Linked DNA regions of Mus musculus: regions 2, 3, 4 and 5 are each linked to region 1. The links are chromatin contacts, called in public HiChIP or PLAC-seq and promoter capture Hi-C maps. All regions are on one chromosome and are shown on one strand. The core of a region is the stretch at or near the end of the contact, and the rest is flanking DNA. Distances in the headings are between cores, read along the strand shown. Region 1 holds the start of Ptrh1 (peptidyl-tRNA hydrolase 1 homolog). Region 2 holds the start of Endog (endonuclease G). Region 3 holds the start of Set (SET nuclear oncogene). Region 4 holds the start of Zer1 (zyg-11 related, cell cycle regulator). Region 5 holds the start of Miga2 (mitoguardin 2).

The links. Promoter capture Hi-C pulls out the DNA fragments that hold promoters and counts their contacts. HiChIP or PLAC-seq counts read pairs in DNA pulled down with a chosen protein or histone mark. Capture Hi-C pulls out chosen DNA fragments and counts their contacts.
Region 2: a promoter capture Hi-C map of liver shows a contact between it and region 1, with 4 times the contacts expected there. The contact joins the promoter of Endog here to the promoter of Ptrh1 in region 1. A contact is called at or near these places in 2 of 39 promoter capture datasets (hematopoietic stem and progenitor cells and liver).
Region 3: a contact with region 1 is called in a promoter capture Hi-C map of neutrophils, with 6 times the contacts expected there. The contact joins the promoter of Set here to the promoter of Ptrh1 in region 1. A contact is called at or near these places in 2 of 39 promoter capture datasets (neutrophils and pre-B cells).
Region 4: an H3K27ac HiChIP or PLAC-seq map of double positive thymocytes shows a contact between it and region 1, with 6 times the contacts expected there. The contact joins the promoter of Zer1 here to the promoter of Ptrh1 in region 1. A contact is called at or near these places in 2 of 39 promoter capture datasets (liver and pre-B cells) and 1 of 115 datasets of contacts at active chromatin or transcription factors (double positive thymocytes).
Region 5: a promoter capture Hi-C map of liver shows a contact between it and region 1, with 3 times the contacts expected there. The contact joins the promoter of Miga2 here to the promoter of Ptrh1 in region 1. A contact is called at or near these places in 1 of 39 promoter capture datasets (cranial neural crest) and 1 of 9 other capture datasets (liver).

The regions. Positions count from the first base shown.
Region 1 is chr2:32,772,756-32,778,231 of GRCm38.p6, reverse strand. Ptrh1 (peptidyl-tRNA hydrolase 1 homolog) reads right to left here and starts at 2,411. Exons shown (of 5, transcript NM_178595.3): 1 at 2,337-2,411; 2 at 1,709-1,928; 3 at 1,426-1,525; 4 at 1,204-1,249; 5 at 639-1,110. The coding sequence starts at 2,402. The coding sequence ends at 928. It overlaps Ttc16 (tetratricopeptide repeat domain 16), which reads left to right and starts at 2,599. Exons shown (of 15, transcript NM_177384.3): 1 at 2,599-2,901; 2 at 3,137-3,184; 3 at 3,675-3,841; 4 at 4,160-4,250; 5 at 4,424-4,567. The coding sequence starts at 2,884. Cfap157 (cilia and flagella associated protein 157) reads left to right here. Exons shown (of 9, transcript NM_025619.1): 7 at 1-115; 8 at 215-404; 9 at 663-819. The coding sequence ends at 734.
Region 2 is chr2:30,169,805-30,175,074 of GRCm38.p6, reverse strand. It overlaps Endog (endonuclease G), which reads right to left and starts at 3,551. Exons shown (of 3, transcript NM_007931.1): 1 at 3,009-3,551; 2 at 2,124-2,233; 3 at 1,006-1,384. The coding sequence starts at 3,500. The coding sequence ends at 1,102. Gm31080 (a long non-coding RNA gene) reads right to left here. Exons shown (of 4, transcript XR_866091.1): 4 at 4,740-4,778. Spout1 (SPOUT domain containing methyltransferase 1) reads left to right here. Exons shown (of 12, transcript NM_172660.4): 11 at 6-153; 12 at 890-1,628. The coding sequence ends at 982.
Region 3 is chr2:30,062,677-30,068,005 of GRCm38.p6, reverse strand. Set (SET nuclear oncogene) reads right to left here and starts at 1,532. Exons shown (of 8, transcript NM_001204875.1): 1 at 1,113-1,532. The coding sequence starts at 1,185.
Region 4 is chr2:30,122,697-30,128,293 of GRCm38.p6, reverse strand. It overlaps Zer1 (zyg-11 related, cell cycle regulator), which reads left to right and starts at 3,683. Exons shown (of 16, transcript NM_001290503.1): 1 at 3,683-4,018.
Region 5 is chr2:30,359,776-30,365,500 of GRCm38.p6, reverse strand. It overlaps Miga2 (mitoguardin 2), which reads right to left and starts at 1,268. Exons shown (of 16, transcript NM_001242407.1): 1 at 1,196-1,268.

The DNA.
Region 1 (5,476 bases), core at 1,162-3,661:
GCAAGGAGCTGCTGCAGCAACTGCTGGTATTGCTCAGCTCAGGGGTGGTTTTGAAAACACAGCCGGACATGGGTTCCCACCAGGACAAGCAGCCCCAGGGCCTATCCAAAGAAAGGTGAGCAGATAGCCCTGTGGGGGCCTCAGCAGACCCTGGCTCTCCAATATTTTTCCTCTTGTGGGGATGGAGGGGATGACCCTGGATCCCTCTCCACAGCCAACGCATCACCCAGACATCCAAGGAAGGGGCTGTTTCTCTGCTGCAGCAGCTCTCGACCATCACAACCTATAAGCCAGGGGATCTTGGGCTGGTGCCTCGACGTCCGGTCCGCATCCCACTCAAACCCCAGGATCTCAGGCCCCTCTCCTATATCACCCGAATGGGGATCTGCCAGAACACGAATGAGGTAGGGGTGCCAGGAACCCTAGGCACAGCAAGCTGACAGCTGTCCCTGGTTCTGCCAGGCTATAGTTGGGTAGCCTCAGGGATATGGTGGAATCTCTTTGCTCCTCCCCACCTAGAAAATGACCCAATGGAAAAAGGCTAAAGCATTATACCCATGATCCCTTAGGAATAGGGTTTGCCAGACCCTCTTGTCCCTACCCACTGGTGCCTAACCCCACAGGAAGCTTCCAATTTCAAGTTCGTATCTTTAATCTTGCAGATCTACCCATCTGGAGCTCTCAAAAGGTTCAGAAAGTTTACCCTTCCTAGACCTTTCCTACACCGCAAATAGCGAACGGGGAGACCAAGCTGCTGCAGAAACAGACTGATGTGGCCACAGTCCCTCCTTGAATCTGCAAGTAGCCTGGGGAAACCCAGGGAAGTTATATAAACATTGGGTACCACTGTGTCATTGCAGTTCTGTGGCCCTGTCTTGGCTTCATGGCACCGGCAGGCAGTCAAACAGGTAGATATATCCACTGGTATTAGAGGCCTGACAATGGTCCCTGGCTTCGAGCACGGATGTGGTCCAGGAGCAGGTCAGTGGCCTGATCCATCAATGGGGACAGTAGCTCCTGCTCCTCCGGGGAGAAACAGCCCAGGACATGGTTCTCCACCATATTAGGGTGTGTGGGGCGCCCGATGCCCACCAGCAGCCTTGGCATTGCCTGTAGGGTCCCAGGGGAATGAGGATGCATTGGTGAGATACAATGTCAATGCTAGCCACCCCCACCCAGGGCAGGGCAGAAGGGTAGACTCACATTGGAGTTCAGACAGCTAATGCAGGAACGGACTCCATTATGGCCCCTTGAGGGGATATGAAGAGCAGTTAGTACTTTCTGAGGCAGTGCCCTTCCTCCATTCCCTTGCCCAGGCCTTCTTCAGAGCAGCCCAGCCTATCGAGATAGATAGTCTCAACAATCTTACTCCACTCCAACAGAGGCCAGCATCCCTACCCAAACCTACGCACATAAGAGCCTCACCTTGCGCTGCCCCCCAGCTTCAGAGCCAGCTTTCCCAACGGCTTGTCCAGTTCATCATGGACCAGATAGATCTCCTCCGCAGTCAGCCCAAACAGCTCCGCTTGGCACAGGGAAACAACACTCTAGTTACTGCATATCTGCTCAGAGGGGTCACAACAACCCCCATATGTAAACAGGCTTCCCCAAGCCTTCACTGTAGTAATTGGGGCTCACCAGGCACTTGTCACAATTGAACCCTCTCTCTGGTCCCTGTGCCCTCTTATCCATGAAACCTACAACTCACCAGCTCGGGCTACGCTGCGCCCGTTGACGTTCATGAGGCGCCGCGGCCGGAGCAGTACCAGCTGAGCATCCCCGAGCGGGGCCAGGGCGAGGTCAGCAGCACAGCGCGAGTCACGAGTCCAATTCTCCGCCACTCCCAGTCGCCTTGCTATTTGCCCCAGCACCGCCATGCCCACACTGTGCCGGGTGCCGGGCATTCCGTGGTTCCCCAGGCCAGCCACCTGTAGGCAACACTCACTCAGGACCCAAAACATTGACCAGGAAACAGAAGCGACAGTATTGGGAAGGAGCACTTAAGGGTCTGGGAACTCCTGGAGGCCCCACCAGCCAGAGGATGCCGCTCCCTGGTGCAAGAGCAAAACTAAAAGTTTGGAGCCAGTTAGTATTGCGCCTATTTGACTAAGTAGAAAAAGGGACAACTATCCCGAAAAGATGGTTCCGAAGGTAAGGTTGCTGCTAACCCTGACAACCTGGGTTCGATCCCCAGAACCCACATGGTGGAAAGAACCCTCTCCTAAGTTGCCCTCTGACAGCCACAGGGCACATGCATACAACGCATACACTTAAATGTAAGCGTAGCTGCGGAGCCAAGCCCCGCGTCCCTGTGTAGCCACCCACGCCCCACTCACCAGCCACCGCTTCCCGGGGAACCGAGCCTCGGAAACCTGCCGGCTCAAGGCCCAACTCCGCCGCATCCCTGGACTAAAAAGACCGGACTTCAACGTGCCGACTCCCATTCACAGCCAGGACCCCGCCCCTTGACGTCAGGCATCCCTAAGCCAATAGCATCACGACATGTCCAGCGACGCCCAATCCAGGCTGGGTTTGGCGTCCGCCATGTCTCTGCGGGGCGGAAGTGGGTGGATCGCGGGCCCGGGCGAGTGTCTGGGTGCATTCCTCCGCGACGCGTCACCCTGTATGGCTCAGCCTTTGCTCGGCCTTTGCTCGAGGGCTGGTACCTCGTTAAGTTTCTACCCTGGCCCGCGTCGGCGTGCACTGCCCATAGGTTCTTTCCTTGACTTAGGCCTTGGCTTGCCTTGCTGAGTTTCTAGTGACTCTCGGAGGCGGGGCCAAGTGGGCGGGGCCTATGGACATCGTGGACCTGGTGCCTAGCAACAACGGAGCTAGGGAACCTCAGAGTATGCTTAGCCCAGAAGTTAGCCTAGAAACCTGGCCATGACAGACAGAAGCAAGGTGAGGGCTGAGAAGGGGAAAGCTGAGGCAGAGGTCGGGGCCGCAAGAAGGGCTTGAGGAAGAGCCAGTCAAGCCCTTCAGGGGAACTGGGAGAGGTCAGAGGTCATCATTTGTAGTGTGGTAGGGGAGAAGGGTGACTGGCCTCCCAGTCCTAAGGGAGAGAGAGGGCAGAGAGATTTTTTGGGGGGGTTGTTGTTGTTTTAACGTTTTGGGGTTTTGTTTGTTTGTTTTATAGACTCAGAGAACTCCATCTGCCTCTAGCTCTAGAACGGGGTTATTAAAGGTATGCACTACCGTGCCCAGCCCAAGTGGAGAGATTTTGAGGAGTGAAACACAGAACTTGAGGACTGATGAGACATAGGTTCCCCGATTCTGGTGACTATGGGAAGGGTGATCACACAGAGGTGAGAAGCCCTGGGAAGAAGTCAGGTGAAGTGCTTGCTCAATGTGACCTGACGAGTGTGAGAATCCCAGGGCGGGAGTCACAAGGAACCTTGTGCAGCAGGGTCTGAAAACGATGAGCAGCTAGAGCACAAGGTGAGAGCAGACAAAGCCCAAGAGGAGAGCAGAGGGTGCAGTGGTTCCTTGACCTTGACCACAGGACAGGGAGAGAGGCAGGGCTAGAGAAATGTTGGAGCCCTGGGGGACTGTTGAACCCCAGACTAGGTGTGCCTTCTACCAGGAGGCCTCTTCACACCTCTTCCAGTAGGCAAAGCTCCTGGGGGAAGTGTTCCTGAGGCCTTCTGAGCTTACTGCCCCTGGCTTGGTTCCAGGAGCCTCACAGTGCCCGTTCCCAGAAAACTCCAAAGCTAAAGGTTCCTGAAGCCCCAGAGAAGATCCTGCGACGCATCTTTGGGACCAGTCATGTGTTCTATGTTATGACAGATCCTACAAAACGAAGGATGATAGGATCAACAGTGCCTGCCAAAGTCAGAGAGTAGTGAGTGACTTCTTTGTCTCCAACTCCAGGTTCCTACTCTACAAAACCATTATTAATACTGGGTTCAGCTGCAAGCTGGCTGCTATCCCTCTCTGGGTCTCAGTGAACAGCGAGGGTAGAGGGATAAGGGGCTGATGCCCTGGAAGAGCTCCAGGAAGGTCAGCCTGGCCTCTGTGGAGCTCTGATGGCTTTTGCAGCCTCTTTACCTCAGCCCTCCCTCCTGCATACCCCATTCTAGCCCTGAGAAGGTCCTGGGCTGGTCCCAGATCAATACCAGATCCACTGCCTGTCCTGTCCTGTCCTGTCCTGTCCTCACAGCTATAACCAAGGCCATCAGTGCCTCCTACAAGAGGACTGGGAGATGTCTGTGCTGTTCTTCTCCCGTGCCCTCCACCTGGACCCCAAACTGGTAAGAGGAGAGTCAGAGTGGTCCCCAGGGAGCAACTGGCTGGGCATAAGTCCCCCACCCCCTGTCACTGTCAAACCTGCTTAGCCCTTCCTCCCAGGACCATCAGATTCTGGAACCACCTGGAAGGGAAGAAGTTGGAGAGGAAATAACAGCCAGGGTCTCTTTGCCTTTAGGTAGACTTCTATGTATTCCGTGCTGAGGCCTTCATCCAACTCTGTGACTTCTCCTCTGCCCTCCAGAACCTCCGCAGGGCCTACTCCTATGACCCAGGGAATAACAAGTACCTGAACCGGCTGGCCTTTGTGCTCTACCTACAGGTGCCTCAGCTGCCCCACCCGCAGGGGACTTCTCACCTTATCCCCAGCTACTGGCTTGCCCTTCACCTACAGGGAGCCTTCCTGGGATAGGATCTGAGTTCTTGGGGACTCCCGGTCTGTGCACCTGTTTACACCAGCTGCCCCCATCGCTGATTTATTAATTTAGCTGGAGGTGTCTAGAACTTCTGCAGTAAGGCTCTGACCTACCCACACTATCCAATAGGGTCACCACTGGCCACATGGAAATGTTGAGTCCTTACAGTGTGGCAAGTATGACTGAACTAAATTTTAAATTCGATTTGGGTGGGTTGGGTCCGTAAGGGGTGTGACTCAGTGGTAGGATGGCAGCTTGGCACACAGAGGGCTCTGAGTGCTGTCCCTAGTACTAAGTGGAATTTTAACTGCTTAACATTTATTTTGACATTGACTTGAGCATGTGTGCTTGTGTGTATGTGTGCATCTGTGTGCCTAGGGAGGTCAGAAGTCAGATGTCTCCTTGTACTATGTGGGTGGGCCCTGGGCATCGGCAGGCCTGATGATGAAGTGCCTGTACCCACTGAGTCATCTCAGTACCGTCAGTGTCTTTTGAAAGTTCTTTTGAAAGTCAGATATTGGCTAGAAGTTGAGTTGAGTGCAACAGTGGTAGACCATTTGCCTAGGAAAGGGTCTGAGTCCAAGCACCAGTGCCACAAAACACCAAGCCCCTCAGTTCCTACAAAGAAGCTTGGGTGGCCAGTGACACGACTGAGCAGGTAAGAGCATCTGCTTCTTAAGCCTGACTACCTCCGTGTGATAGCTGAGATGCACACGGTGGGAAGAAACCAGACTGCCACAGTTAGCTATGACTTTCACACGTGTGCTGCGGCATGTGCCTGCCCCCACACACCACAGAATAAATGCACATCATAA
Region 2 (5,270 bases), core at 2,302-4,801, 2.6 Mb after region 1:
CCCAGGCATGCCCTTGTGGTGTTTGGAGGCCTCCAAGGGCTAGAAGCTGCAGTGGATGCTGACCCGAACCTTGAAGTGGCTGACCCCAGTGTCCTCTTCGACTTCTATGTCAACACATGCCTTAGCCAGGGCAGCCGTACCATCCGCACCGAGGTGAGCCGCAGCCCGAGTTCTTGCAGCCCACCTTGCGTGCCTTTTCTAAAATTTACTTATGAATGTTTTGTCTGCGTGTGCTTGTGCACATGAGGAGAGGGCATCGGATCCCATGAGACTACAGGTGTCAATAGTTATGAACTGTTATGTGGATTCTGAGAATTGAACTCAAGACTTCCCGGAGAGCAGCCAGTACTCCTAACCCATCTCTCCAGCCCCAGCCTAAAGAGCTTTTCTGAAGCTGGGATCTTTACCACAGCCAACTAGTAGCAGGGACTGAACACAAGAGCAATTAAGAGTTGCAGTCCTGGCCCTGTGCCCTGTGGTAGCCCTGTGTTCTTAGGTTGAGGGACCCAGGTGATCTGTCTGTCTGTCCCTCTGCAGGGCTTCTTGCTTCCGCTTCCTTGGTTGTATCCTAGGTCCCTCTGGGTGTTGGGGGAAAGTGTGCCACAAGCTCTGAGCATCCACAGGATCTATGCACCCATCCTGGAGACTAGCATGGGATTCAGTGCCTGTGGATATTATGGGGGAGGCTCTGTTGCTGTCAGCCTCAGGGGCAGTGACTATGCAGACGGGCAGCCCCAGTCTCCCTGTCTCTGAAGTCTTGCCCATATCACTAATTACTGTTCCACCAGTATCCCTCCTGACCCTGAGGTAGGTCTCACATGGGGCCTGAAAACAAGCAGCTGGGAAGGCTGCCTGGCTTCCTGGTCCCAACCAACTTCTTTTCTTCCAGGAGGCCATACTCATCTCGCTGGCTGCTCTGCAGCCTGGTCTCACCCAGGTGGGATCGAGGCCCGCCTCCCCGCTTTCTGGACCCAGGATGTAGAGGAAGCAGCAGGACAGGAGGATCATGGGAGTAGAGATGGTCAAGTCTTCTCTCCAAAAATAACTGCCTTTAATGTGAGTCAGCCCATCTCCCCAGGGGCTCCAGTGAGTCCTCCACCATCACTTGCTGCCAGCAGTGATAGCCTTGAGGTTTCCAGCTCGAGCCAGAATATTGGGCACGAAGAGCAATCCCGAGGCCCGCTCGATGCTCTCGATGGGCACCAGGAACCGCTCCAGAGGGATGGTCTCATCCACGGGGGCATTGGGCATCACGTAGGAACGTAGCTCGATCTGCCCACCGGCTGCCTCCAGGATCAGCACCTTGAAGAAGTGTGTGGGCACTGCCACGTGGTTCTTCCCAATAACCTGGTACTTCACATAGGACTTCCCATCAGCCTCGGTCCTGTGGATAGACCCGGGCGCATGGCCAAGAGGCCTGGTTACATACAAGGTCACCTCTTCCAGGAAGCCTTCCTAACTTCCAACAAGCAAGAAGTTTGTGCTGGGCCTGGTGCCTCCTTGGGTCTGGGAACTATGTAAGGTGGGGACCAATGCTTAACCTCTGCTTTTCTGCCCAATACTGCTTCAGACAGAATGGGAGGCAATAAACGCAGCTAGAGGAATGAGCTCTCTAGACCCTGATGCTCACCTATGCTCACGTGACTGTAACCTGTCCCGTAGGCAGTACACCTAACAAGCACGAGTGGGAGGCCATGCTGGGGAACCCCAGCCCCAGCCTGGTGCTCGGGTGGCGTCACACCGCGCCACGCCAGATGGCCTGTAGTGGATGCCTGTAGCTTCTGGTTTCCGCAGCAGCCGCTGCCTCCTGCAGCCCGTGCTGCAGCCCGTGCTGCTGCTGCTGCTGCTGCTGCTGCTGCTGCTTTCTGTGCCCTCCCGAGGAGCTCAGCTCATTTGTCTGCCAGGAATCCTTAGCACGTCAGAGGCAAGGGTGACAGCCTCCCGTGCAGCCACGGGTTACAGGTGGTAAGGCAGGTCAGACGTGGGGAGCAAAGGCAGGTGTGGGGCCAGGCACCTGAGGGCACAGCAGAGTTCTAGGCCACCCAAAGGTCTCTGGCTACAGTGACACAGAAAGCCCAAGGTTGGAGAACAGGAGTCGGAGGCCCCGTCAGCTACAGGCTTACCTGGGCAGGAAAAGCGGCCCCGTGCAGACATAGACATTTTGGTAAGTTCGCGTCAAGCTGCGGCTGTACCTCTCAAGGTTGTTCCAGGCATTCTGGTTGAGGTGTGGCACCTGGTGGGAGAAGCGAGGCTCAGGAGCACACCTCGGACCTTCCATTAGGCATGCCCCAGCTCTTAATGTCAATGCCCAAACATTTGAAGGACAAGGGCTCAAAGAAGGGCTCCCTCCTTACGGCTCTGTGACTACAGTTTTTGAGCCAGTGCTAGCCACACTCCATTCCTGGCACTCCAATGCTCTAAGCTTTCCCCATCTCAAGGGAAGGAGGAAGGAGGGGACATTAGTCATTCAGAGACCCCCAAGGTCTCTTGGAACTCCCAAACCTTAGGTCAAGCTCTAAAGGCACGGGGACTGGACAGTGCTGGTGTGCACCTTTAATCCCAGCACTCAGGAGGCAGAGGCAGGCAGATCTCTTGAGTTCCTGGGCAGCCTGGAAAATCGAGCAACAAAAGGTGTGGGGTGGGATATGGTCTCCTGTCCATCTCCATCCACTGGGTGGATGTCCCAGGAACCTACTTCACAATCAAGACCCTGCTGGGAGCAGGTGCAGTGCTAACAGTGTGCCCTGGAGGCCTGACTGGCCCTAGGCCAGCAGGGTAGACTGAGGAGTCAAGCTCCCGGGTTCCCTGAGGAAGCACACTGGGTGGCTTGCTGACAGGCATTGCTGCAGCCCGTCACTACTTGGTGCACTGCTTCCCACGGGAGGCTGAAGAAGGATAAACCCCGGATTCTGCAGTGCCACTGTAAGATTCCTCCCTCCCGCCACGGTGCACGTGTAAAGTAAGATCTAGACGCTGCAGTCGGGCGGGCGACCAGGGTCCGAGACTACCTGAGGCGCTACGTTGCTCAGGTAGAAGGTGTCGTCCATGGCCCGCTGACTCCAGCGGTGGTTGGCGGCGGCGGCCAAATGGCCGCGGTCAAAGCCACTGCCGCGGTAGTCCGCATTGGTGGCGCGGTGGTACGCGTGCACAGAGTCATCCTCGCGGAAGTCGCAGGCGCTACGGTCCCCGTCGCCACGGAGCCGCTCTGGCCTCAGCTGCTCCAACACCCAGAGCGCACCGCGCGTGCGCGGGTCGTAGCTAAGCACGTAGGACTCGCGGCTCCGGAGCTGCGCCACGCCGGGCAGCCCGTACTTGGCCAGTTCCCCGGTGCCGCCCGCCGGTCCCCCCGGCAGCGCGGGAAGATCGGCCGCGACCACCGGCAACAATGGCACTCGGCCCAGCAGCCCCGGCGCTTTGCCCTCCCGCCGCCGCCAATGCTCTGCCGCGGCGCCCAGCCCCGCGCCCAGCGCTAGGGTCAGGCCGGCCCGCAGCGCGCGCATGCCTACCGGAGGACAAGGACGCTACTGATGTTAGCACAGAGTGAAGGAGCCTGTGCTGGCGTGGCCCCCGACGCCCTTCAGCTGCCCTTTTAAGACGTAGCTGGGTCCTGGTGCCGCCCTACTCGCTTGCCATTGGTCGTTCCACGTCGGGCTCCGCCTCGCCATGTACACCTCACATGGCCCTGCTTTTAAACAGGACAGAACCCCAGATCTGTCAGACCCCTCAGGTGCACCCACCCTCCTGCCACCAAACGAGCGAAGGATTTCTCTAGATTGATTAACAGAAGAATGCAGGTGTAGCTATTGATAGCCGCCTGGAACCTAAGCTTGCTATATAAGGTTAGAGAAAATAGCTATGCTAGGGTCATACTTTTCAACCCACTTAAAGGGTTTGGCCTGGGAAGTATGTTGTGTTGGCCAATGTTTCCTGTCCGTAGGTCAGGGGCTGGCTAAAGATATTTCCTACATTTCAGATGGAATAGTATTTAACTTATGAATATTTTAAGACATCAACTTCCTTACAACCTATTAAGACGGAGGAAGACCGATACATAAAAACTGAAGAAAATAGGGCTGAGAGTGTACAGTCAGAGCCACACTCATTAGCATGGGACAAAACCAATTATACATTAAAAGATAATTGGGGGATGGCTGGGGGGATGGCTGAGGGGTTAAGAGCTCTTCCAGAGGTCCTGAGTTCAGTTCCTAGCAACCACGTGATGGTTCACAACCATCTGTAATGGGATCAGATGCCCTCTTCTGGTGTGTCTGAAGACAGTGTATTCATATCCATAGAATAATTCTTTTTGTAAAAGGATTTATTTATATATTACATATACAATGTTCTGCCTGCACGATACCTGCAGTCCAGAAAAGGGCACCAGACTTCATTATGGATGGTTATGAGCCACCATGTGGTTGCTGGGAATTGAACTCAGGACCTCTGGAAGAATAGCCAGTGCTCTTAACATCTGAACCATCTCTCTAGCCTGAATAATAATTTTTTTTCTTTTAAGATACATTGGGAAATAGGGCATCTGCAGGTGTTGATGGGTAAGAAGGCAATGGAGGGAAATCATACAAATACCGTGTACATGTGTGAACATGTTATGATGAAACTTGGGCTTGTTTGCTTGGTTGGATTTTTTTAGACAGGGTTTCTCTGTGTAGTCCTGGCTGGCCTGGAACTCACTCTGTAGACCAGGCTGGCCTCGAACTCAGAGATCCGCCTCCCTCTGCCTCCTAAGTGCTGGAATTTAAGGTGTATGTCACCACAGACTGTTGAAAAAATGAAAAAAAAAAGACAAAGTTGTAGACTGGAGACATGGTGCAGCAGTTCAGAGCACATGTTGGTCTAGCAATGGACCCAGGTTCAGTTCCCAGCACCTATATGGTGGCTCACAACCATCTGTAACACCAAAGGATTTGTAGGCAAACACCTATATAGACAACATAATTTTGTTTTGTTTTGTTTTTTAAAGATTTATTTATTTATTATATGTAAGTACATTGTAGCTGTCTTCAGACACTCCAGAAGAGGGAGTCAGATCTTGTTACAGATGGTTGTGAGCCACCATGTGGTTGCTGGGATTTGAACTCTGGACCTTCGGAAGAGCAGTCGGGTGCTCTTACCCACCTGAGCCATCTCACCAGCCCCATAATTTTGTTTTTTAAAGAGCATATTCAACTCTTGCAGAGAACCCAAGTTAAGTGACAGGCAGCTCACAATGTCCTATAGCTTCAGTTCTCGGGACCCATTATATTCTGAAC
Region 3 (5,329 bases), core at 283-2,782, 2.7 Mb after region 1:
TAAAGGTGAATGAGAGGCTTCACCTCATTCAAGAATTTTTCATGTTTATTACTAATATTATACAATTGTAAGAGAAAGGGTGCCAGTGCCAGCTGCCACTTAGTGTGGAAACTAGTCCATGGCCATAAAACAAATTAGGATACTATCAACTGTTATAACTGCTTTAAAAAAATTTAAAGTGCTCTCAATTTGTTATGATTATCAATATACACCGACAAAGACCAGTTAGTCACCAAACTTCCCGGAGTCGTCTTCTCAGACTTAGAATGTAAACCTGACCTTACTCCTTCAACCCATTCTTGATGAGATTGGTCATCATATACGGCCGTGCAGTATTTCAGGACACTTCGTGGGAAAACCCTACTCAAAAACTTGGAGCCATAAAAAGGAGAGGGGGTGTGCTCCTATTTCGTGCCCTTTTGTCCGAGGGTTGTGAAGGCTTTTACAAAGCCAAGTGGGCGTGAAGGGGCCCGATCGCGCGTCTCATTTCCGGTAACCAGCCCGGGCTCTGCAGCTGTCCTGGGCTCGAAACGACCCTCCAGGCGAGGGCTAGGCGTCCTAAAGGCCCCTGAAGCCCCTGCATCATACGGCCTCGGGGCCAGATTCCTCGCACCCCCGGCGCGCCCGAGTGTGGCTGCCCCACGTGGGGTGCGCAACCCGCGCAGCCTGGAGCATCCTCCCGCCGGCTCCGCGCCCCTACCCCGCCCCAAACCCCGGTTCCCGGTTCCGCGGTAGCGCCGGCTCAGGGCGGGAAGCAGGGCGGCACTAGAGGCCCGGCCGCAAGGCTGCGTCCGGCCGCACCATGTGGCGGCGGTGGCGGCTGATGGGAGCGAGGCATCATGGCGGAGCACAATAAAGAGAGGCTTCTCGGGAGGGAGGGAGGGGGAGGAGAGCGCGGGCGGGGGGAAGGGGGGGTCTCCGCCCGCCGCGCAGGCCGCAGCGCCCCCGCCTCGGCCGCACCGCTCACCGCCACGGCGCCACCCCGGCCCCCCGGTCCCGGGCCGCACACAAAAAAGGCGCCGGCTCTCCGGCCCCCGCGCGCCCCCCGCAGCCCCGCGGTCCGGGCCGAAAGATGGCGGCGCGGCCGGGCCCCCGCCGCGCCCGGTCCTCACCTGAGGTCTCGTCGGCCCCGTCGTGATTGGAGTTGAGCTCCTTTTTACTGGCTTTGGCCGTCGGCGCAGACATGGTGCCCTCCGCGATCGGGGCGGGGAGCGGGGAGGGGGAGCGAAGGGACGGCCAAGGGGGCGGCCAGCGGCTTCCCCTCACGCCACACGCGCGGCGCCCGCTCGCTCCGGCCGCCTCCTCCCGGCGCTCACTTGCCTGCCCTCCCCCTGGCTGCCTGGCACTGCCCGCGGGGCCTGACGCGGAGGCAGGCCCGGGCGCGTTGTGGCGAGCCCCCGGCCGGGGCTCTCGCTGAAGGCGGGGAGGCGGCGGCGGCTCGGCTGGGCTCCTCGACTCGCGCCCCGCGCTCCGGCTCGCTTCTGGATTGCCCTGAGCCGCCTCCTCCTCCTCCTCCACCTCCTCCACCACCACCTCCTCCTCTTCCCGGCGAGGGGCAGGCCGCAGAGCGCAGGCGCGCCGGGCCTGCGCAAGTCCCGCCCCCGGCCGGAGAGGCTCGCGCCGTACAGCGATTGGCCGCGGCCGCGGGGCAGGGGGCGGGGCCGTGGCGGGTGGCGGCGGCGGCGGTGGGGACACTGGGGCCTGGACGAGAGGCGGGAGGAAGCGGCTCAGCGACGCATGGTCCTGCCCCCGCGCGGTGCTCCCCTCCCCCGCTCTCCCCTTCTCCAGCCGACCCGGGACATTTGCGCGCCGCGCGGTGACTTGAGAGGCGGGGCCTCCGTTCCCCAATACTCCATCACGTGGTGGCTCAGTGGCTTCCCTTAGCGGGGCGGCTGGGGGCTCTGGAGAGGGGGCGCGCGCAGCCCCTCAAAAGTACAGGCCTTAGGAGTACCCTGGCTACAATCAGGCGCCTGAGTTCTGCACCCGGGCACCTTCATTTTTTTCTAGATGGAGAAGCTGGGGACTCAAACTCTAGGCTGCTGTGCAGAGCCACACGCAAGCAGTTCCTCTATCCAGTTTACACGCGGGACCGGGTTTATGCATGGGCCAATTCAAGCCTCTGCCCTCGGTTCTGAATTTTTAAAAATCTGTTACATATTCACACTCAAAAGAACCACAGGAAAGTTCTCTGACTGTAGGAAGGACCTTTCTGCCACAGGTCCTTCTGCTCAACTTCGTACAGGTGTCCTGATCTCAGTGGTGAGGGAAGCACATTTTTGGTGATGACAAATGGGGAAATGTTTAAAAGTCAAAGGCTAAAACAGTAAAACAAACAAACAAACAAACAAAAACAGCTTTAGATTATTAAAAAGTCCTTAAGCACTATGTCGGAGGGATTTAATGGTTAAACACTGTTTTTCAGGACTTGAAAAGATAGTTCTCTGTCTACCTGGATCCCAACACGTGGTCCTGGAAATCCAGAAAGCTCTCTACCTGGTTCCTCTACCACTAGAGCTTGAACTATCCATACTCTCAGTATTCCCGTTTTATTATCAGCTCTTATACATAAAGCAATGTGGCTTTAAGTCAAGTCATTCATGGTGGGTAGACAATAAATGTAAAATACATCATATATATATATATATATATATATATATATATATATATATATATATATATATATATATACAGTCCATGGTGAGAGAATACAAATGTGCTCCTCCAAGTTTCCATCTCAACTCCAGGAAATTCAGCTAGGCCTTCCTGGTGGTGCACCTTATGCTCAAGTCGGTGAATTAATTGCACTCATCTGTTGCAATTGGTAAGCTTAAATCTGGCGACAACCTCTAAGGACCTCTAACCCACACAGCTCCCAAGCCTAGAGACCTCCAACACAGGCAACTGTGGACAGGCTTCTTAAAGAGGGAACGGTCTGACAAAAAGGAGAGCTATAAACTGTGACTAACATTTGCTAAAACTCAGGTGATGCCTTCACCAGGAATGATTCCTGATAGCCCTGTGAGGTCCTGGCACACAGTAGCAAAGAAATTCCACAAACAAAACAAGGACTTAGGCTGAGGCAGAGGCTAGCCTGGGCTACAGTGTCTAAGTGTCTAAAAGTAAAAGGGCTAGAGCATTAGCCCTTAGCACTCCCATACCAAATCACTACCCTAGGCTCCTGCTGCATTTGGCTGTATTTTCCTGTAACCCTCATAAGATACAAAGTAACTTTTACAGATAATCTTAGGGTTAAAAAACAGGGCTTGGATCCTAAGAGGCAAGTTCCCTATCACTCAGCCACGACCCCTGCCTCAAACTCTTCCAAAACAAGATACTAAGTATATTTTACAGATAAACTAAACTGGGTTAAGTAATGGGAATGGATCCCCAGGTCTAGTGCCTGATAAACTGTCATCTGCCAGGCAGCCCCACCGGCAACTCAACTTTACAAGAGAAGGAACCAACATAAACCAGTTATTTTCTTTTTCTGGGGGTTGGGAGGTGGGGAGTGGAACTAGAAAAGGATGGCCTTGAACTTCTGCTCTTCACTCCCCAAACCCCTAATGTCTTAAATGTGGCTTAAGAGACAAGAGCTGACATCAAGTCTTGGCGCACACCCACGGGGGGGGTGGGGGGTGGGGGAAACAAACCAACCCACCAAGAATGTCTGTTTCTTTCTCTTTGTATTACACAAACAATTTAAAAATTACTTTTTACCCAGAAGAGTGTTTTGTCTGTAGTATTTAACTGTGCTATGTGCAAAGGCCAGAAGAGGATCCTCCTGGAGCCGAAGCTGGGAGCCACCACTGCAGTACTAGAAACTAAATCCAGGTCCCTGGCAAGGCCAATGTGCTCTTAAGCACTGAACCACCACTTCTCCAATCTCTTTCCTTTTTTTACCTACAAGCCTAGATAGACTGACTTAATGGGCCACTCCCAGGTAGAAAGAAGCTTGCTCTGAAAACTGAAGTTTTTTTCAACCACAACGTCTGGTCCAAGGGTTGGTGCCTGTGACCACAGCATAAATCTACAGAAGACCCACGGGGCCTTCCTCTGATTGGGCCCTGAACTTCAAGATGAATACAAGGAGCATACTAAGGGAAATCAAAGCAGAAGGGGGGGGGGGGCGCTGGGCATGGGTGCACCCAGGAAGCCACCAAGCATTGCACTCTCCATACCAGTGTGGAGAGGCTGGCTACAGTGCCTGGCAGGTCAACCTGTGTCCACTGGGCACATTTAGGAGGACTATGGTGGCACCCTCCCATCTCTCCCGGTTTAACTATTTCTGCCAACAGACTAAATGTGTAACACCAAAAAGGTTCGCTCACACTTTGCTTATAACAAAAGGGAAAAGATTAACCCCCATCTCAACTGCAATTTATTTACCCTTAAGTCTCAGCAAGCAGTGAGAAAAAGGGTGTTTGCCGTGTGTACATACAGCATGTTCGGGGCTCCAGACCCAGTACGTTAGGCACGATGGTGCTAGCCTGGAATCCCAGCTCTGAATCAGAAAGTTCAAGGTCATCCTCACTGGCAAATTGGAGGCCTGCGTGATCTACATGAAGCCCTCCCTTTAGAAAAGAAAACTCTGGGTGGGGCGGTGCCTTTAATCCCAGCATGTTAAAGGTGGGAGTACCAGGAGAGTCATATCGAGACCCTGTCTTTACCACTTGGAGACATTGGGCAGGTCTTTGCCTACCATTTGAAAGGCAAGAGAATGGGACACAGCAAAGAGAAGCAGGTCCACAGAAGTGCAGAGATGCCGACTCCACTCGGTGCCTAGGGCGTCTAGACTTAATCCAAATGCATATTTTCCTTCTGCTTCTCTGCCCTGTACCAGACACAAGCTACGCGGGAAAACTACACCACGACTCGAAGCTGTGTGTAAGAAACGCAGCTCTCACGGTCAACAGAGGAGGCGAAAAGTGCAGGCATGAAAACCACTGTCTGAATGGAAAGCGAAGAAAAGTGCTTGCAAGGGGCGATTCTGGGTGCGGCCAGCAGCGTTTCAGATAAGGAGCGCTTAGGCTCAGAGCGAGAAGCTGGAAAGCGACTCCCCCCACTCCGCCTCAAACCCGAGTTTCCTGGCATAGGGCAAGTACGTGTGCAGGCTCGGAGGAGAGAAAACGCAGCTCCAGGCCTTTAGGCCATGCCACCCCTTGGGAAACCCGGAGAGATGGGTGGGAACCAGGTGGGCAGGGTCCCCGGTACCGGAAGTCTTAGTTTGTACCTGGAGGGCCGAGAGGCTAGGTCTTAACTGTAGGAGACAACCACGTGACTAGCCCTTTGCTCAGGCAGGATGGGAGAAGGAAGCTGGGAGCTACACGAG
Region 4 (5,597 bases), core at 2,434-4,933, 2.7 Mb after region 1:
GAACCCACAAAGTAACCAACACCGGCTACAAATATGTGTAACCCTGTGTTGAGTAGACAGAAGAGGCCATCTTTCCCTTTTCCCTGATCTTGGAGTAAAAACTTACCATTTTTCACAATATTGTGTCAACTCTGATTTTTTTAATTTGGCTTTTATGATATTATGAATTTTTTTCTGTCCCAACTTAACTAAGGAGTTTTGTTTGTTTGTTTTTGTTTTGGTGGTGGTGGTTGTTGTTGTTTTCTTTTTCGAGACAGGGTTTCTCTGTATAGCCCAGGCTGTCCTGGAACTCACTTTGTAGACCAGGCTGGCCTCGAACTCAGAAATCCACCTGCCTATTCCTCCCGAGTGCTGGGATTAAAGTCGTGCACCACCACGCCCGGCGTTTGGCTTGTTTTTTGAGAACAATGTCTTATTATATAACCATGACTGGCCAGAAACTCTATATAGACCAGGCTAGCCTCAAACTCAGAAGAGCAGGCTATTAGGTAGCCTGGAGTGACCTCTATGTAGCCAAGTATGACCTGGAATAACATTAGGTGATCCTCCTGCTTCTACACAAGTACTGGGATCACAGCCAGACAGGGTTAAATCTTTTTTTTTTTTTAATTTTATTGATTTTATATATGTGAGTACACTGTCACTGTCTTTAGACACACCAGAAGAGGGCATCAGATCCCAGTTCAGATGGCTGTGAGCCACCATGTGGTTGCTGACAGTTGAACTCAGGACCTCTGGAAGAGCAGACAGTGTTCTTAACTGTTTTTTGATTTGTTTTGTTGTTGTTGTTGTTGTTGCTGTTGTTTTTGAGACAAGGTTTCTCTGTATAGCCCTGGCTGTCCTGGAACTCACTCTGTAGACCAGGCTGGCCTCAAACTCAGAAATCCGCCTGCCTCTGCCTCCAGAGTGCTGGGATTAAAGATGCTTTTCTCCTTCTTATGTCAATGCCCTGTATTAGAATGATTGACCCCTAAAGCAGAGCGTGGTGGCACACGACTTTAATCCCAGCACTTAGGAGGCAGGGCAGGCGAATTTCTGAGTTTGAGACCAGCCTGGTCTACAGAGTAAGTTCCAGGACAGCCAGGGCTATACAGAGAAACCCTGTCTCAAAAAACCAAAAAAAAAAAAAAAAAAAGATTGACCCCCATCTTTGAATTCCAGGAATAAATCTCACTTGGTCATTTTACTGGCTGGTTTAATGTTAACTCGACACAGGATAGAGTCATCTGAAAGAAGGGAACCTTCACTGAGAAAATGCCTGCATAAAAATTTAGATGTGGGCTGGAGAGATTCCTCAGTGGGTAAGAGCACTGACTGCTCTTCCGAAGGCCCTGAGTTCAAATCCCAACAACTACATGGTGGGTCACAACCATCCATAATGAAATCTGATGCCCTCTTCTAGGGTGTCTGAAGAATGACACCTATATGAAGTGTACTTACATATAATAAATAAATAAATCTTTAAAAAATACTTAGATGTATCAGCCCACTTGTTGTACACACCTTCAATCCCAGTGCATGGGAGGCAGAGGCAGGTGATCTCTGAGTTTAACCCCAGCCTGGCCTATAGTGTGAGACAGAGTTACACAGAGAAATCCTGCCTCAAACAAACAAAGATGAGCAAACAAGTGACCTCCATGACCTCTGCATGGACTCCAGCCTCCAGGCTTCTGCCATCTGAGTTCCTGCTCTGACCTCCTTCAAAGACTATGATGGACAAGTGTGTGCCCAATAAACTTTTTCCTCCACAACTTGCTTTTGGTCATGGTGTTTCCTCACAGCAATAGTGACCCTAAACTAAGACAGTCGTGCATGTAGAATTGTTTCAATACATTGCTGAGTTAGGATTGCCATACACAGGGTGTTATGTGACAATTTTTTCCTAGAAAGTTAACAACATGCATGTCTACTCACCCCGGATAGGGAATTCCGGACAGACCAAATATACCACCACAGTCCAGTTTGGTGAGCTAGTGAGTTTTATTGGTATTACTTACAGGAACAGAAATGACTCAAAGACAGTGGCATGACCAAGGCACATCTCTGCGAAGATGACAGTTCAGAAAAGCTGGAAACCTATAGCACAGAGCATAGTCTGCAGAGAGCTAAACAGACTGGGAAATGTACTTTCCACCTGACTGTGGTCTAAATCTCTCATAGGCAGCTCAGCTTGTTTCCTCTTCTTACATGTAGCTGGTCTGGTCTCAGTATCTTCTTTGCAGCTCAGCTTGACTAAGAACTCTCAACTTTTTATTCTTTTCTCTGGCAGGGAGGGTCTTAGTGAATCTGGTTAGTTTCAGGGACTTCCTGAACCTATTTTGAGTTATTTACCTTCCTACTTAAGGTATCTACTTTCTCTTTTCTTTTATTTTTTCTCCTTTTCTTGTTTTGTTTTTTGTTTTAGAGACATGGTTATTTTGTGTAGTTTTGGCTGTCATGGAACTAGCTTAAACTAACGGAATCTGCCTATCTCTGCTTCCTGAGTGCTAAGATTAAGGTGTATGTATAGTATTTTGTGTGTGTGTGTGCGCGCGCTCAATGATAGAATTCCTGTCTGCCACAGGACCTGGGTTTGAGCCTCCACATCCCCTCCCTTCTTTCTCTCTAACCTCACTCCAGGGCATTCCTTAAGCAAAAAGTGTTGTTAGTTTACCAGATGTGGAGGGCAGTAAGAAAAATGTTTAAGCCTACTGCCTGATTGTTTGAGCTTAGAATGACAGAGATGCAAAGAGCCCACACTGATTTCAACTGTGAACGTTCTGGACAGGAGACCAGAAGGAAACAATTTACTGAGGGACTGGGTAAGGAGAGAAGGTAGATGAAAAGTCTGGATGCCCTGATTGTGAGACTGCAGAAGGAACGAAGGGATTTGTGTTCGGAGGCTATGGTAGAAATCAAGAGAAGAAATGGTGATGGGGCCAGTGAGATGGCCCAGCATGTAAGGGTGCTTGGTACAAGCATGGTGAGGACTGAATTTGATCCCTGAAACCAACGTGGCTGGTGTAGAGAACCCTCTCCAGCCAACAGTGCTCTGATCTCCTGCACATGTGCATATGCATGCACACATATAAATAAATGGGAAAAAAATCTTAAAATGAAAAGGAAGTATAGACCAGAGAGCTTGTTCGGTTCCTACGTTTGTGGGGCTTACAACTACCTGTAACTTCAGCTTCATGGGCTCCGGGGCTATTGTCCTCAGCAGGCAGCTGCCGTCACGTGCATAAGCACATATACACTTATGTACATAATTAAAATAATATTTTTGAAAGATAAAATGATGGACAGTAGGGCACTATTGGAGGAAGAGAGAAACAACTGTTAAGAGATCCTTGGTGACTAGAAGAAAACGCAGTGGCCAAGAACAGCCTCACTCCTGCTATCTGACAGCTCCTGGGTGAATGGCCCTTTTCGTGAAGGAAAGAAGGAGGAGCACATTTTGAGGGGCAATGTGGTGGCTGCTTAGAGACCGCCCAAAAGACGTCGGGTTGGGCACCGGGTGAGTCAGCACTAACTAGGTAAGATGGAGTCAATCCTGTCCTGAACCTGCTCCTGCGAGTTAGCCCCTCGCTAGAAGGAACCCTGGAAGCTAACGTGGAGACTGGGGCCTCAGCTTGGGCAGGAGCAGCCCAGAGAACCCGGAACCTTCAGCCGCCTCCGCCCACGTTCGCGGCGGGACAAGACGAGAGAACCCCTCCTCTGCTGCTAAGGGGCGGCCCGGAAGTGACGCTTTGTTGACAGCACACCCGCAGCCACAGGCTCTCCAAGCCTTCGGAACAGGATCGGGGGGAGGGGCTGGGCCCGGAGCCAAGCAGCCGGCGGCCCGAGGGCAAGGGAACGGCCTCCGTCCGGGGCTCCGGTCGCAGCATTCCCGCCCTGCCCCGCCCCGCCCCGCCGACCCGGACCCGGACCGGATCCGACCTCCTGCGGCGCTTTGGCCGCCGATTCCCCCGGGCCGCAGCCTCCGCTTGTAAGCCTGCGAAGCATCCTGTCTCCCCGTTGAGGGCCGCCCCCTCCTAGGGTACGTCCTAAATGCCGAGCCAAGAGACGTACCTGCATCCTTTTCTTCACCCTGTCTCAGGGTCTAAGCATTGTCGCTGCGACTCCTTGCAGAGGTCCACCACAGGCTAGTGGTGGGATGGCGCTCGTCGCCTGCCACCCAGGTCTGAGGATTTTGCCTTGAAAATTGAGCTCTCTCTAGAATGAGAACGACGCTCGCCCTTGCAAAATGGGGGCTCAACGTAGGGCTTAGGAGGCCAGCCTCTGCCCCTCCTACCTGTTGGATGAGTTTAGGTCTTCTCCCAACCCCCGAAGCCGTGCTACTTAAAAGCTTAGGGATGGCTTGGCTCCTGGATCAGCTCCCAAAATGCGATGCCAAGGTACAAGATAGTGCAACAGGGTCGGAAAAGAGCGGGTGGGCTTGCTGAAGATCAATGGCTCCCATAGGTGAGGTGAAACTAAAACTGACCGCTCTGGCTAGCTCTGGGTAGATTTAGCTGCTCTTTAACCAGTCAAAGCTTCCCCGGGTTTGCTTGTGCCTTGTGTGTATGACAGAGACGGGAGGGGGAGCAGAGGGTTGGGGGTAGTGGTGCCTAATGCCTGGGAAAAGCTAACTCAATGATGTTTCTGACAGAATGGTTCTCTACAGGCTTCAAGTTAGAGTGACCGGTGGAGATAGCATTGAAAGGGGGGTCACAGAAGCTATGCTTTGACCAAGAGGTTCTTGTTAGGTATGAAGGGTCGATGTGCTTTGCCTTATTCAGTAAATAAACGTACAACATGTTTGATAGTAATAGGTGTCACGAAGCAGAGACTGGGACCTCTGTATAGAATGGTCAGGGAAGGTCTCTAATGAGGTTTCTGTCTGAGCAGAGATGAGTGAGGTAGAAAGTCATTACAGCTTTCTGGGGGCTCAGCATTCAGCAGCAGGCGCAAAGATCCTGTGGTGGCAAGAGAACCCGCTTGGGTCTGAATGAAGGAGGCAGAGTGGGTGGCAAGGAAATCAAGTGAGAAGAAATAACCGCAGGGAACATATTAGGGACTGGCTTGTGATGCAGGGTTGATTTGTAATTTTTGAAATGTTGGAGAAGAATCAATTGTCTGAGGTGACAAATGACCAATGTACTTCAGCCCTGTGTTTTAAGTGCCCTCTTGCTGTCTGTACTGAACATCCATGGCAGAAATTAAAAGAGATTTCTGCGGGAAAGTCATGTCACATTACTGTTTCCTCGTAGTTAGAATGTGAGCAGGTGACCTTCTGCCTCGGTCTTTCCATCTGTAGAATAGGACTGCTAAGCTACAGGGTGCATGTGTGGCAGTGTGGTACATGACAGGAGGGATCCACCCACGACACAGTCCTGCAGCCCTTCTTTCTAGCATCAGCTGGAGGCATCACCAGCTCTGTCTGACTCCCCTGGCTCATAGGATTTGTAGGAATACTGGGGGAAGCTAAGTAGAACTTTATGACACCATTCACTGGTAAAAGTAATGGTCTGTTCTTCGGGGTATCTGTGACCTTGGCCTTGATTGTTTGTTGTGTTTGTTTAGACAAGTTCTCACTCTGTAGTGAGACTGGCAACGGCCTGTGGAATCCAGACTGA
Region 5 (5,725 bases), core at 19-2,518, 2.4 Mb after region 1:
GGGCTGGCAGGCAGAGTGAGGTTCAAGGGCTAAAGAAATTGCCACACTGTCAAGGGCAGGGTACATTTTTGCCTAGAGGTTAAGTGGGCTATGATGTGCCTCCAGCCTGGCAGGGCACTGAGTGAGAGACAAGGACATCAAATAGCAGGAGATATACTTCTCAGAGCATTTCAACAAGCCAGCGCACTAGCTCTCTGTGAGGCCTCAGTGGAGTCCTTCTCAGAGCACGCAAGGATAGGAATACTGAGGCTTTGAGAGATGAGGACCGAGGCTGGGCCGAGCACCCTAGCCATTGCCTGCTGCTTGCTTGTATCAAACCTGAGGGCCTTGAACGTCTGGGAAGGCCACCTGGTATTAGAGGTGAGCCTATTCTAGGATCCAGGCAGGAGGAGAGAGGGAAGGGGAGGCCTGGCATCTGTTTGCAGGTGAGTCCAGTTAGCCTTGTCTGTGCCCAAGAGGAAGGAAGGGTCCAAGCTCATCATCATATCCTACCTGTCTCTCTATTCTAATGCTGGCCACCAATCCTGCTCCACATTCTTGAGCAGGTAGGTTATCTGCTCCTCCACCCTGGCACCTTAGGCCTGATATCCCGGCTTTCCAATCCAGGCCCTCCTCTTTTGTGCAAGCCAACCCTACTAATTGGCCTGAGCATTCTCTCGTCCCACTTTGACCTGGCTGTGTTATCAGAACCAGGCAGTACTACAGCTCACTCTGCCTCATGTCCTGTTTGTCCCACCCCTGCACATCTCTGTGGGATCCCACGCAGCCGGGCATTGGGCAACCCCACAGTGAACATCAACAATATTCCAAGCTTCAGTATCTGCTCCTTGCGGAGCCTGGGCAGGGACCTTCCTGCTTTGGCCCCGACCTCCCTAGGACATCCTTGACCGCTGTCCACATACAGCGCTGCCCACAGCCGGCACACCTGGGGGGGGAGGTGCCCGCGACCATACTTTTAGATGCTCGCAGCGTTCCAGGCCCGGGAGTCTCCTCTCTGACCCAGCTCCTTTCTCGTTCCACCCACGGAGCCACGCATCCTCTCGAGCCGCCTGGTCCAGGGGATCCACTCATCCCACCTTGGACACCTTCGCGGGCTGGCTGGATCGCAGACCCCGGCGTGGGCCGGGTTCCATGCTCCGCAAGCCTCGCTTCTAGCCCTGCTGATCTGGTCGCCCGCGCAGTGGCCGTCACTCACCAGGGATCCCATCGCTGGGGAAGGGCAGCGTCTCCTTTCCAGGCGGCAATACAACCAAACCACGCCGCTGGATGGGGAAGGCGTGGCCTCGGGCCGGCCAACACAGCTCTGACCAATGAGCGTCTCCATATCGCTCCGCATCGGCGAGGCCCTTGGCCAATGGGGTGAGCTACGTGATCACGCAGACTCCGCCTCCCTCGCTTTTCGCACCGCCCCCTAAGTGTGGTTGCAGTGTGGAATGTCCTCTTCTCTCCTCCGATTGGTCACTAGGATTAGACAGACACACGGACACTAAAAAGGCGGTGGAGTTAGTGGACACCTGGGGCTTTCTGGGAAGCAGCTGCTTAGAGAGTCTCTGCCACACGCTGGTCCTCAGCGTTGTTGTCACTGGGATGTCACACCTGATTACCAAACTCCTGCGCTACACATACTCTCACACCAACAGGCACACACGCATGCACGCACACGCACATCTACAACCCTTATTTATGCATGGTTTGGTTTGGTTTCTTGGTTTTGGATTTTTTTTTTTTTTTTTTTTTTTTTTTTTTTTTTTTGAGACAGGGTTCCTAAAGGATCTATGCTTTGGAGACTAGCAGGTTTTGTATGTTTGTTTTTTAGTTTGGTTTGGTTTGGGGTTTTGGTTGGTTGGGTTGGTTTTTGGTTTTTTTTGTTTTGTTTTGTTATTTTCTGAGGCGATTTTTTTTTTGTGTAGCCCAGGCTGTCCTGGAACTCCTGCCCTCTGTTGGGATTAAAGCCAGGTGTCACCACCGCACTGCCCGCTGATCTTGAATTCTTGATCCTCCTGCCTCCAATCGCCTGAAGTGCTGGAATTATTGGGGTTTTTTTTGTTTGTTTGGTTGGTTGGTTTGGTTTTTTGGGTTTCTCTCTCTCTCTCTCTCTCTCTCTCTCTCTCTCTTTCTTTCTTTCTTTTTCGAGACAGGGTTTCTCTGTGTAGCCCTGGCTGTCCTGGAACTCACTTTGTTGACCAGACTGGCCTCGAACTCAGAAATCTGCCTGCCTCTGCCTCCCAAGAGCTGGGATTAAAGGCGTGCACCACCACTGCCCGGCGAAGTGTTGGAATTATATACAAGCATGTGAAACTCTGCCCAGCTACATCCAAATTCTAAATTAGTAAATAATTATTATTTGAATATCAGGGGAAAAAAATAAAGGCCAAAGTGAACTTTTTTGGTAAAAGGTGCAAGTAGTGCCTATATAGGCCAGAAGAGGGCGACCTCTGATCGCCTGGAACTGGAGTTACAACTGAGAGGAATTCTGTGGGTGCTGGGAATTGAACCCTAGTTCTCTGCAAGAACAATACACTGGGCTTACCAATTGAGCCATCTCTCCAGCCTCCAGTTACTGATCCTTTTCAGCCAGTGTGAGTTACTGAATAAAGACATGCAATTATAAATGGCTTTAACAGGACAGAGCTGGATGCTGTCTGAATGGTCACTATGGCCAGCTACAGACAGATCCTGGTAAGTACAGAGTAAAGAGGAACAATTTCGCATACAAGACTGTGAACACAGACACTTGGGGCTTGTGAGTTACCAGTGTGTAGTTACAGAGCCTGTTAATGTTAGGTCAGTGGTAGGAGACTGGCAGTCTCCTGAAGTTTTTTGTTTTGTTTTGTTTTATTTTCAAACTCCACATATCTGGGCCCCGCCTGCTCTTAGGACAACACCCAGATGCCTGAACAAACACCCAGATGGCTCAGGTTCACCCCTGCACAGACAGATGACAAAGCAAAGGGACCAGCTGAGGAACAGCTCTGGGTGAAAAGATGAGGTTTTCACTTAATATTATTTTTTTAAAGATTTTTTTATTATTATTATATCTAAGTACACTGTAGCTGTCTTCAGACACACCAGAAGAGGGCGTCAGATCTCATTAAGGATGGTCGTGAGGCACCATGTGGTTGCTGGGGTTTGAACTCAGGACCTTCGGAAGAGAAGTCGGTGTTCTTAACCACTGAGCCATCTCTCCAGCCCTATTTAATATTATTTAGTTATTTTATGTATACGAGTACACTGTAGCTGACTTCAGACACACCAGAAGAGGGCATCAGATCTCATTACAGATGGTTGTGAGCCACCATGTGGTTGCTGGGAGTTGAACTCAGGACCTTTCAGAGGAGCAGTCTGTCAGTACTCTTGACCACTGAGCCATCTCTCCAGCCCAAAGCTGAGATTTTGACAGGTGTGGTGATGTACACCTTTAATCCCAGGACTGGGAAGGCAGGAGCATGTGAATCTCAGTGAGTTCTAGGCCAGCCCAGTCTGTATAGTAGCCAAGGCTACATAGTGAGACCCTGACTGAAGAGGAAGAGGAGGAAGAAGAGGGGGAGGAAGAAGAAGAGGAGGAGGAGGAGGAGGAAGAAGAAGAGGAAGAGGAGGAGAAGGAGGAAGAGGAGGAAGAGGAAGAGGAAGAAGAAGAAGGAGAAGGAGAAGGAGAAGGAGAAGGAGAAGAGAAACAAACAAATTTTGAAGGGTTGGAGAGATAGCTCAGTGGTTTAAAAGTGCTTGCTGGGGGCTGGAGAGATGGCTTAGCGGTTAAGAGCACTGACTGCTCTTCCGAAGGTTCTGAGTTCAAATCCCAGCAACCACATGGTGGCTCACAACCATCCGTAATGAGATCTGACTCCCTCCTCTGGAGTGTCTGAAGACAGCTACACTGTACTTCTATATAATAAAAATAAATAAATCTTTTTAAAAAAAAGATGAATCTTTGAAGCAGGAGCAAGAACAGATGGAGTCAGGCACCAAATCCTCTTCCCTGAGCCACAGGGGAAGCAGTAGAAGCAGGACGTCCTCCTGCCTTCCGGGGACTGAGCGACCGCACTCAAGGTCAGGCCATGCTCATGTCCTAGAGCAGCCCATTTTCTCCACCTGGCAGAAACACGAACTTCGACCTTGTATTAGCCAGGGTTCTCTAGAGTCACGGAACGTAAGGGTAGTCTCTATATAGTAAGTTGACAACCAGGAATAGTCATTACGAACCTCCCAACTAAGAAGGCTCATGCTTGGCTTGAGAGCCTTCTCCCTGCCTGTGAGCTCTCTGTCCTGTCCATCCTTCTCTCAGCCAGATGAGGAAGCAATAGGGCCTGTCCTTAGTTTAGTGGCCCTGCATTATCTATCACCAGGCCTTGGCAGAAGAAACAGGTAAATGTCTAGAAGCAGAGTCCCAGAGAGGATGATGAGAGGAATTGAGAGAGGGACCAGAGACAAAGTTCAAATAAAGGGAAAGTGATGGAAAGGGAAAGACAGTGGCAGGGGACAGGGGGACAAGGGACAGGCAGAGAAGACGACTGATATTAGAGCACTATCGCACAGTGGTGGGGTGACAAGGACTAATCAGATTTCCCATGTTTTAAAACGGCTAAGGATGTAGACAGGGAATGTTCTCGTGACGGGTCAAAAGTCGACAGGCGTGATAAATGAGCTTGCCTTCATTATTCCACTGAAATGGCACACACCCAGTTGTCACTCTGTGCCCTGTGCCTGCTGCATACATAATTTACAGCTAGGAAGCGACACCTGTGATTCCAACAGGAAGATGGAGAAGCCGTGCCCGTCTTCAACTGTGTATTAAGTTTGAGAGCAGCCTGGGCTGCAGGAGAGAGACCTTGCAGCAAAGACCAAACCCAAAACCAAAAAAACCCAAACCAATAAACAACAACAACAAAGCAGGCAAAAGTGCATCGGAGGTCAAGCCCACACACTGTTCTTTCACAGGACCAGAATTTGGTTCCCAGCCTCCGTGTGAGGCTTCTCAAAGCTGCCTTTAATTGCAGCTCTGCCAGATCTGACCCCCTCCTCTGGTCTCTGTAAACATGTGGTGTGTGTTCACATACACACAAATAAAAACAGAAATAAATCTGAAAAGGAGGGAGGGGCTGGAGAGATGGCTTAGCAGTCAAGGGCACTGGCTGCTCTTTCAGAGGTCCTGGGTTCTGTTCCCAGCTCTCAGATGGTGGCTCACAGCCATCTGTAATGTCAGTCCCAGGGGATCCAACACCTTCTTCCGGTGTCTGAGGGCACTACACACATAGAATCCATAGTACATGCAAGCAAAACACCCTTACACATAAACACATTTTAAAAATTAACAAACAAAATAAAAGGAGGCCGGAGAGATGGCTCAGCGAGTCATGGAGCTTGCCCCGAGTTTGATCTTCAGGACTACAGAACTCATATACAAGAAGAAGAGGGGACTCTAGAAAGTTGTTCTCTGATCTCCACATCCATGCTACAGCTTTCTGTGTCCCCTGTCTCACATGCATGTGCTCTCACACGCAAACACACACTCATAATAAAACATAAAATAACATTTAAAAGCAAAAACAGGTTTGGGAAGACAGCTCCATGGTTAAAGAACTTAACTGTACAGCCTTGAGAACCTAAATAAATTAAGTCATGTAAATTCCAGAAGCATGGGCCGCGGGCTCCCATGGCCAGTGTGATGCGAGTATCCCTGCAATGTCATGGTCACGGCGACACCCTGTGCTCATGCACACGCAAGCGA